2 separate regions of the Sus scrofa genome follow, and region 1 is linked to region 2. A link is a contact called in public HiChIP or PLAC-seq data. All regions are on one chromosome and are shown on one strand. Each heading gives the region's core, a stretch centred on a gene start, on an enhancer-like site or on the middle of the called end of the contact. The rest is flanking DNA. Distances are from core to core; before and after follow the strand shown.

Region 1 (5,406 bases), core at 1,899-4,398, 600 kb before region 2:
AAAAATAGAAATGGAGGATCGGGCTCCAAGATGTCAAACTACACTACAAAGATACAGTCATCAAACCAGTACACTACCGGGACAAAAACAGAAATATAGATCAGTGGAATAGGATAGAAAGCCCAGAGATAAACCCATGCACTGATGGTCAAATAAGCACAGGAGGAAAACAAGGCAAGAAAATACAATGGAGAAAAGACAGTCTCTTCAACAAGTGGTGCTGGGGAAAGTGAACAGCTACATGCAAAAAAAAAAAAAAAATGAAATTAGGACATTCTCTAACATACACAAAAATAAACTCAGAATGTATTAAAGACCTAAACATAAGTTGGGTACTATATAAAACTCCTAGAGGAAAACATAGGCAGAACACTCTCACATAAATCACAATATCTTGTTTGCTCCACCTCCTAGAGTAAGGAAAATAAAAACAAAAATAAACAGATGGAATCTAACTAAATTTAAAAGCTCTGCACAGCAAAGGAAACCATAAAAAAATGAAAAGACAATCCACACAATGGAATAAAATCTTTGCAAATGAAGCAACCAACAAAGGGTTGAACCCCAAAATATGCAATCATCTCACTCAGCTTTTTATCAAAGAAAAAAAGTCCAATAAAAAAAATGGGCAGAAGATCTGAATGGACATCTCTCAAAGAAGATAGGCAGATAGCCAAAAAGCACATGAAAGGATGTTCAACCTCACTAAATAGACAAATGTAAATCAAAACTACAATGAGGTATCACACCAGTCAGAATGCCCATCATTAAAAAGTCTACAAACAATAAATGCCACAGAGGTGTGGAGAAAAGGCAATCCCCCTACACTGTTGGTGGGAAAGTAAATTGGTACAACCACCATGGAGAACAGCATAGAGGTTCCTTAAAAAACCTAAATATAGAACTGCCGTATGATCCAGAAATCCCAATATGGAGCGTATATCCAGGGAAAAGCATACTTTGAAAATATACATGCATCCCAATGTTCATTGCAGTATTATTTACAATAGCCAAGTCATGGTAGAATCTAAATGTCCATTGACAGAGGAATGGATAAAGACGATGTGGTACATATATACAATGGACTATTACTCAGCCATAAAAAAGAACAAAATAATGCCATTTGCAGCAATACAGATGCAACTAGAGATTCTCATGCAAAGTGAAATAAGTCAGATAAAGAAAGACAAATACCATATGAGATCACTAATATTTGGAATCTAATAAAAAGGATACAAAAGAACTTATTCACAAAATAGAAACAAACTCAAAGATTTTGAAACCAAACTTATGGTTACCAAAGAGGAAGTGCAGGGGGGAGGGATAAATTGGGAGGTTGGGATTGACATTATACATGACTATATGGAATAGATGAGGAACAAGGAGCTACTGTGTAGCACAAGGAACACTACTCAAAATTATGTAATAGCCTATATGGAAAAGACTCAAAAAAGAAATGGATATATGTATAACTGATTCACTCTGCTGTATACCTCATTATAAATCAACTATAATCCCATAAATTAAATGCAACTATAAATGTAATACAATTCATTGAGTAATTATATAAAAAATGAATAAATGCAAGAGCGTGATTAGAGTGAGGGGTTGTAAATTGTCATCATGCCTGGAGGGAGTGGAAGGCTTCAAAGGGGTGAGGGCAGTGTGTTGATTTGAAATACCACAGCTGTGGTTTGCTAGAGTTCATGAAGCTAGGAAGAGACTTGGTGTTCTTACTACTTTAGATGAAGAAACAAAATCAATCCTCTTAAATCATGTTTCTAAGGCAGTACAGAAATGATACATCTAAGGCAGGGATAGGCTGAGAAGTTGGGTATTCTTCAGGAAAAATGCAGTGAGCAGAATTCCAAGGTGGTGCCCAAGCTTCCCAGGTCCCACTTATTTAATCCAACACTAATCTAGGTACTGTGGCTGTGAGGCTGTGCAGAGAGAATCTGAGTCTCCTGTCAGTGAGATTTTAATCCATAGAGATTGTTCTGGGTGAGCCCAACCTCATCAAGTGTCCCTAAAAGCAGGAGCCTGAGATCCGAAGCACCAGAAGGATTCCACACGCTGCTGTGGTGGGAAGAGGGAGGAGGCCATGTGGGCCTCTAGGAGCTGAGTGCAAACCCTGGCCCACAGCCCATCCAGGAAATCAAGTCATTGGTCCAACAACATCAAGAAACAGGACTCTGGCAACCTGGAATGACCCTGGAAGCATTTTTCTGCATGTTCTCCAGATAAACACTCATCATGGCTGACACTTGGATTTCAGCTGTGTGATACCCTGAGTGGAAGAGCCGGTCACAGGGAGCCGGAATTCTGACCGACGAAACTGTGAGCTAATAACTGGTGTGGTATTAGGCTGCTGGGTTTCAGTAATTTGTTAGAGGGAAAACGAATACAAAATATTGCCTCCCTTGCAGTTTTGTCTAGGGACAGTCCATACCGTTTGCTGCCTCTGAGACAACCAGCATCCTCCCTTCCTCACCTCCTCCCTCCCTTCCCCTGGCAGACCTGGACCAGCTCTCCTTGCTGCTCAGTGTGTCCAGATAACTGAGATAAGGGTAGAAGTGGTCCCAGGTGTGGTGCTTACACCCTCTGGAGAGACTCTACACACCTCTCTTCTCCAAACTGCTGGCTGGATGTTGCTGGCCATCTCAAAATCAGAAGTCACATATGGGAGAGGGCAGCCTTGTGTCTGCCTGGGGTTCTGAATGAGGGTGTGGAGCAGAACCCCGTCTCTACAGGCATACAAACATCCTGCAATGCTGTGGAGTAAGAAATGTCCATTCTGCTACATCACCGGGACCTGAGGGTTTATGCATCCCAGCACCCAACACTGGCTTCGTGCATTCATACCCCTTATTCATCCCATTGTTACTGAGCAAATGCCAAGTGTCTTACAACTGGGATGGTCTCTGGGTACAAAAGAAAATATGGCATAAAAAGGTACCAGTTCTGAGGGGATTTTCCTTATCTGGGGGTGGGGGGGAACAAAAGCTATACAGGTAAACGAACACATCAAATTATTACGTGTTTTCCTTAGATTTATGAAAAAATAAAGTAGAATGGTAAGAACATAAGGGGAACCTATTTTCTCTGCAGTCCGTGGAAATCTTCCTGAGCACAAGAGATTTCTCCTGCAATCGAAAACATAGAAATGACTCATCCAGGCCATGGGCTGCCCAAATAGTGTGTCTCATGCTCAGAACATCTCTCACTGGGAATTCATAAAATCAGGAACATAGAAAAGTAGCTTCACGTGAAGATTTTCTGATGCCAGATTTAAGTTTGAATCGTGGCTCTGCCATTTTTTTGACTCAACACAGGGCGGACCAATTAAATGATCTGAGTTCACCTTTCCTCATCTATGAAGTGGCAATGATTTGTTCTTTAGATGGTATTGTAGGATGTCTGTATGTGTCCTGCGTGTGTCTATGTATGTTTTTATCTATCTATCTATCTGTCTATCTATCTGTCTGTCTGTCTGTCTGTCTGTCTGTCTATCTATCTATCTATCTATCTATCTATCTATCTATCTATCTATCTATCTACCTATCTATCTATTTATATCTATCAAGAGACAAAGAGAAGGCCAACACGTACTAGACATTTTGCAAATAAATAAATGCACCAAATGATGATAAGTACCAAAGAACACATCAGTGTAGGATTCCTAAATATGACTCATGCAAATTCCAAAAAGACTGCAAAAAAAAGAGCAGAGCAAAGAAAATTTCTCATAGCTATAAGCCTCCAGGTCATGAAGGCCAATGGCAGCATCCAAAAGAATAAGTGAAAATGACCCACATTAGACCAAGAATAAAGAGGAAAGCCTAAAATCTCCAGGGAGAAGAGGAAATGAAGGAACATAAGAATGAGAAACAGGTAGCAAATTGCATCTAGAATGTAATTCTAGATGCAGGGGAACAGAGCAGACATGATTTTTAAATTCTAGATTTTTAAATGTGGAGTCTACGCCAGGGCAAAATGTTGATTAAGTGTCAGAACAGAATAAAGATATTTTCATGCATGCAATCATTAGGATATTTTCTTCTTACACTAGAAGATACAAACCAGTAAGATTTTTAAAACTGCATGAGGAGTTCCCACTGTGGTGCAGTGGAAACTAACCTGACTAGTATCCACAAAGATGCAGGTTCATTCCCTCGCCTTGCTCAGTGGGTCAAGGAGCCGGGCTTGCGGTGAGCTGTGGTAAAGGTCACAGATGCAGCTCAGATCCCACGTGGCTGTGGCTGTGGCTCTGATTCGTCCCCTAGCCTGGGAACTTCTATATGCCATAGGTGTGGCCCTAAAAAGCAAAAGTTAAAATTAAAATTAAAAATGCATGAGATTCAAATGCATCAATCCTAAGACAGGAAACCGATGCAGAAAAATTTTATGATGGCATGCGAGTTGTACCTCTAGAAAGTCCCGAACGAGAACAGGAAGCTCAGCTGGGAAAGTTGTCAAGATCCAGGCAACAGGATGTGATGCCAGGGAACTCAGACATACATTTCTAGCAGCTCTGTTTTTGCAACTTGCACCCCAAGACCTTTGCTGGAGCAGATGTCACTATTAACACATAACTACATTATTCAGCTCTTATGAAAATGCTCTTGTGAACGAAGAGTTAATGATACCTTTTTCGGCTTCATGGGGAAAAAAAAAAAAAAGGAGCCTGGAATAACCCTCTGGCCCCACTGAAGTGGGAATGTGATAAAGATGGAATAGTAGCTGTTACCTGGCAACAACGCTAATGTAAATGTGATGGCTGGTTTCTAAAGGGCATGTGGACTAGGATGGTTGCATATGAACGATGGTGAACAATGGAAGTCCTGGCTTTGTGTCTCCTGAGTGCACTAGCCCAGGGCACATTTTGTCACTGGGCACATCCCTGTTGGCACATCTGGAATTATTTTAAGAGATACTGATTTCCTTTCTTAACATGGGGCTCCTAAGCCAGCGACTCCGGCACCCACACACATGATCCATTTTACATCTCTGTTGCCTCCTAGAGGGTCAAAAAGGACACAGTCCCTGGCCAGTCGTGGGTACCGCTACCCACATTCCCGTGGCCAGATCCCCTCACTGGGTGTGTTTCCTGCTCTGTGTCTCTCTGCATGAAAAGGTGCCAGCCTTCCTATTAAGTAAAATGAGAGTCTGAAATGTCCAGCAGAGCCTATGACCCCAAGAGTCAGTGCTGCTGCTATAAATTATTGACCTCATCAGAAAACCTCAATGAAGCTGTTGTTATTAAAAAGGAATCATAAAAGAAATGAAAGTGAAGAGATCTGGCTGGTTTTGTCTGGCATCTCACATTAGGGGCTTTTATTTTAGCAATCTGAACAGAAAGAACTTTATATGGGACTTGGTATAGAGGTTTGGAAAATAAGCTGATTT
Region 2 (5,297 bases), core at 1,332-3,831:
TTCTCATATTAAATGAAAAGGCCACCTTACACAATGTGTAAGTTTCCTTCCAGGTCTGAAAGTACCTGATGTAGCGCATCACGCATTTAAGGTCTCCTAAGGGAAACCACAAGCTCACGGTGAATGGAAAACTTGCATGCGGAACAGCCGTTTGGTGGCAGCAGTAGAATATGAATGGTAGATTACAGATGTACAGCCTAACTAGGGTGCCTTCGTCTCTTAGGTACCATCTCTGCACGACCTTGAAATATTCTGCTCGAATTAAAAAATCAAAGTTTTTGTGCAGTAAAGAATCTGGGGGGGGAAGAGTATAGGCTTTACTTGTTAAATTTTAAGTGTGAGAGTGATTAGAGGTACCGATGAGGTCATCAGGTGACCCTGACTGTAAGAGGTGTCCTTAGAAGTGAAGGAGACACAGGAAGAAGGGGACCCACGTGACAGAGCAAAGACCCAAGTGATGGGTCTGCCAGCCAAGGAACGTCAAGGATGGTGCCAACACAGAAGCTCGGAGAAGGCAGGGCACACTCACCCTAGAGCCTGCAGAGAGCACAGCCCTGGGGACAACGTGATGCTGTGAAAGAGTACACTTCTGTTGTTTTAAGCCTCCTGCTGTATGGTGATTTGCTGAGGCAACCCTAGGAAACTCATCCAGAAGATGTAATGTGCCAGAGCCCAAGTACCCACCACCTGGGCCCACAGCAGTCCAGGTATGGTTCTGGGGCACCCAGAACAGCAGCATCTTCCTCCATGGGCTGTGCTGTGGTCAGGGCAGTGCTGTGTGGTCCCAGGCTGGCGGCTCTCTGATCACGAAAGAGACAGCAACTCCCTTGGTGGCTGGCTACTGGGACACTTTGCTAGAAGCTCAGACTTCCTCCCAACTATCAAATACTATTAAATGCAGTTGAATAAAGTCCTTCCCGCTTAAAAAGGAGAAGGAATGATTAGAAGAGTAGTGGGAGAACTGCCTGATAAACTACCACTCAGTATCAACAGTTGATTTTTTTTTTTTTTTTTTTTTTGGTCTTTTTAGGGCCCCAGGTGTGTCATATGGAAGTTCCCAGGCTAGGGGTGGAATTAGAGCTACAGCTGCTGGCCATGGCCAGAGCCATGCAGGATCAGAGCCGTGTCTGCAACCTACACCACAGCTGATGGCAACAATGGATCCTTAACCCACTGAGCAAGACCAGGGATTGAACCCACATCATCTTAGATACTAGTTGGGTTCATTACCGCTGAGCCACAATGGGAACTCCAACAGCTGATATGTTAAACACTTAGTCATAAAATGACAAAGTGAAGTGGAAAACAATATGCCATTCAATAACCAAAAACTAAATGTAAAAACTTCATTAAAACTTGACTTCACATACTGAAAATGTTAAAAAAAAAAAAAGCCAGTTTTCACTGAATGCCTCACCTGTCACTATGCTATTCTAAATGTGTTTTAATACCAAAGACTCTAAAAAAAAAAAGTGAGTTTGTAGATTACCAAGAAATGAGAATGAAATATTAATTTATTGCTATAAAATCAATCCATTAATAAGCATTCTTCTTGTATAAATAGCTTTCAATGTATCTGTATTCGTTGAATAGTAAACCATGCCTAGACGTAAACTATGTGAAATAATGACATGCTCTCTGCTTAAAATAAACTACCTATCATCCAGTTCTGGTGTCTTTATGCCCACATGCAAACAGATCACATCATTTTACCATAAGGTCCCGCAGTTAGGTAAACAAGGCAAAGGCAGATTTCCAACTCCTTTCCTTTTAGATGCCTAACAATTTTTCAAACACATGTCTACCTTTTCAATTTTCCCAATTATAATATGATAGAGAATATGTGCCTTTGTTACAGTTGCAACCACAACAGAAATTACAGTAATCAGCCAGGTAAATATGAGAATTTAAAAAAAAAAAAAAACAGAATTGGAAACACACTAGAAAGAATATTCTAAATTTTTCCATTTTTTGAGTCAGTATTTGAGAATATTTCTGCAACTCTCTCCTTCTGTGGTTGTCCAAAATATAACCCCTACGTCTCTTGTGGCTTTTTCTACCTGAGGAACCAGGAATTACTGACACCCCCCCCCAAAAAAAAGGTAATACAAATATTAACACAGATTGGGAATCACTAAACCATGAATATGGAAATCACAGGGCAAAAGGCAAGGAGAATTAAGGCAGAGAAAGGAGAAAGGACAGCAGAGCTGGAGCTGGGCAGGAGCCTGCTCAGACCAAGCTGGGCTGAGGAAGGCGGGCAGCAGGGCCTGTCATCAGAAGAAACTGAGAAGAGATTTGCTTCCCACCACCGCCAGTCCTAAGAATAGAGAAATAGATGAAATGAAACTAACGCTCACTGAGCCTCCCACCATACTTCTCCAAAGATATTTTCATTCACTCCACAAAGCAATGTGACCTGAGCTTCTAAGAAAACCATGGTCCAAACAAATGCAGGAACTCAACCCAGGTCCCAGAGCAGGAGAGAAAGCTGCGCCCTGGTCCTTCTCATGGCATGGGACCTAAAGAAAATGGTCATGTTTGTGCAACAAGGTCACATGAAGAGAAAAGGCTGATGACAACTAACCCGGAAGCTCCGGAGCCCTGAGGACTCAATATTTCGCCCACCCAGGACCCACTCCTGGGCGGGGTGGGGCTGGGCAAATCCCACTGGGTTGGCTCAAAACTGTTGCATTTTCCACTCCATCGTTCGGCTTCGCGGTAGCTGCACCCAAGTCAGCTCATTCTACTGAAAGTCAAGAAGAGTGAGGTACCTCACAAGCACCACCCTTTCTAGACAATTTTTTTTTCTCTTTACTGGAAACAAAGTCTTTTATAAAAGACTCAACAGTTCTAAAAGGAAAAAAAAATCTGTGCACCCTCTTGTTCATACCAGAAATTCTTTCTAAAAGCAACAACGGCAGTCATTTCGGTCGACTTAGAATAAAAACTGCTAAAGAAACACATTTAAAACACATTCCTACCGGTGTTATCAGTCAGTCAAGCAAAGATAAATGTCTGACATCAGAGTCCATCTTGGTTTAGTAACCAGAAGGAAGCCAGAGAGAGGGGCTTGTTCATTCGACATCACTGGATGGGCATGGGAACCCCCAAAAGGCGAAGAATGATAGCCCCGAAAAGGTGACTAAATCTAAAAGAGGCTGTTATTATTTTTATAAGGTCTCTAAACACAAAATTTGGCCATGAATAACTAGGCCTTATTGTCACAGGGACCAAAGGACCAGAAAAGGCTATATAAAACTCTGCTGTGCAAAGTCCATATCGACCCAAACAGCAATGCTAGAATCATATTCAGATCTTTGGAAGGACCTTCCAGACAGAGCAGGATGGGCCCCCCAGCCTGACTGTATAAATAAAGTTTTACTAAAGCACAGCCACACCCACCACCCACCTGTTCAGGTATATCCATGGCTACAAGGCAGCTGTGACAGAGACCATATGGTTCCCAAAGCCAGAAATACATACTCTGGTCCTTTGGAGAGAAAGTCTGTAAACCCCTGTTCTATACAAAAGCAACCTACAATGAAAAAGTTTCCTTTAATTACTTACACTGACTATCAATAGAAGATAATCTATTATCAGTGGCAAGATGTATAGAAAAGTCTATTTCCACTAACAAAAAACATGTATTTCTAAAACTTGACAGACCAATTAAGTTCCATTCATTTATGTATAATTATGCCGATTAACTATGCCGATTAACACTCTGGACAGCTATGACAACATAGCTCACTGTATAAGCTCATTATATAAAAAGTATGACAGAGGTGTTATTTTCACAAAGGTTAAATAAAGAGGTTATCCTGCGCCACAAAAGCGAAAGAATGCTTCAAGACCATCTAACCATCTTTCTCATTCCCACTGCTCACCAAAAACCATGAAATACATTCTCTGTTTTCCTTACCAAAAAAAAAAAAAATTTGTAAAGATATATAATACAAAGGCTACAAAGGGATATCCAACTATTAATCACCAAGAGGAATCAGCAGTTTAGAAGTTTTTTAACTCTAAGAATAATATGGTTCTACATTAGTTCCGTGTATGTTTTAAAATGTCAACAGCCATTATGTCCTGCAAATAAATACATTTGATTGCCATTATGTTTCCTACAAAAATGAAGGCAGAAGGAATTAAATTGAAACATTCAAAAGTATGAAGAAATTCTTTTTAAAACATTTTGCCATACATTTATAGAAAGGCTGAGAAAAATTGCTGATAAGGCAATTCAGAGCAAACAGTAATCATAAATGTCATTTCCAAAACACCTTTAGTTTATATACTAAGTTTGCTGCCACGTTTTATATATGATGTACTGAAATGCCTACTCAACAGAACTCTTGGGCAAATATTTGAAGGGACAAATATTTTAATTTGAATGAAACCAGGAATGTGAACAGAGAACTGCTTTGTGCAGCTGCACTGCACATTTTTTTAAATACCAAAGTCTACTTTAAAAAAAAAAAAATCAAAGGGAACAAAACCTGAAAGGAACTTTGGCACTTAACATCTAATTAAGCAACTTCTTTTCCAAAACTGCATTAAGTAATCATTATTCTCTTCTCTCCAGATACCCTGAATGGTGGCTACATTAGTAATACCAGAAAGATACATTTTAAAACATCAGACAGTTCCTAGGAAAACAGTTTTCTGTCCTCCAAACAGAGCAGAAGTCCAAGTCTAATGACATCTCAAACCACGTAGTTAAGTGGAAAAATAAGTAAGAAAGAAAGAAATCTACGAGAGAAATCTACACTTCAATAAATGCGCAAAGGTCAAGAAGAAAACATTTAAATGTCTGCAATAAACCCAAACTGACAATTGCAACCATCAGAAAGATGAAGGGAGAGGAGTCTGAGGTTAAATACTTCGGTCCACAAACTGCAACTGCACTCTGGTCGTGTCAAACTACAATACTGAGATTTATTATTCGGGTGTTAACACCGGGGCCTCAGCTCTCCCCTCCCCCACTCCTCTAGTCCGCTGCCATCATACCAGACGTGCTTTCCTCATTCTTGGAGTACGTGCTGTTTTATTGGGCTGGAAAAGAGCTCTTGAAATTGTCCAGCCAGGAAAATGTGTAAGTGGGAAGAGGAGTGGAGGGCGCTGCAGGTATGATCCAAATACATAAACCCGCAGGGGCACTTAAGAGCATGAAATGAGTCGGTCTGCACCCAAGGGACGGTCTTGACTTTCTTAATTACAAAAAAAAAATAATAATCACAGTGAAAGAGTCTCAAGTAACTGTAAAAACGATTAACGATTTGGATCCTGCTATT

The links. HiChIP or PLAC-seq counts read pairs in DNA pulled down with a chosen protein or histone mark.
Region 1: an H3K27ac HiChIP or PLAC-seq map of alveolar macrophages shows a contact between it and region 2. The contact joins two enhancer-like sites. A contact is called at or near these places in 1 of 5 promoter capture datasets (fetal liver) and 1 of 2 datasets of contacts at active chromatin or transcription factors (alveolar macrophages).

Annotation. Positions count from the first base shown.
Region 1 is chr10:21,567,088-21,572,493 of Sscrofa11.1, reverse strand. All of the region lies in intron 18 of PTPRC (receptor-type tyrosine-protein phosphatase C), which reads right to left. Among named protein-coding and RNA genes, the nearest start is that of PTPRC, 87 kb to the right of the region's middle. Within about 2 kb of position 3,148, at least 1 of the 83 cell types and tissues checked has an H3K27ac peak or open chromatin away from gene starts, as enhancers often do. A contact at or near this core is called in alveolar macrophages, where this site is marked.
Region 2 is chr10:20,969,150-20,974,446 of Sscrofa11.1, reverse strand. The region is part of intron 1 of NEK7 (serine/threonine-protein kinase Nek7); the gene reads right to left. Among named protein-coding and RNA genes, the nearest start is that of NEK7, 5.1 kb to the right of the region's middle. Within about 2 kb of position 2,581, at least 7 of the 83 cell types and tissues checked have an H3K27ac peak or open chromatin away from gene starts, as enhancers often do. A contact at or near this core is called in alveolar macrophages, where this site is marked.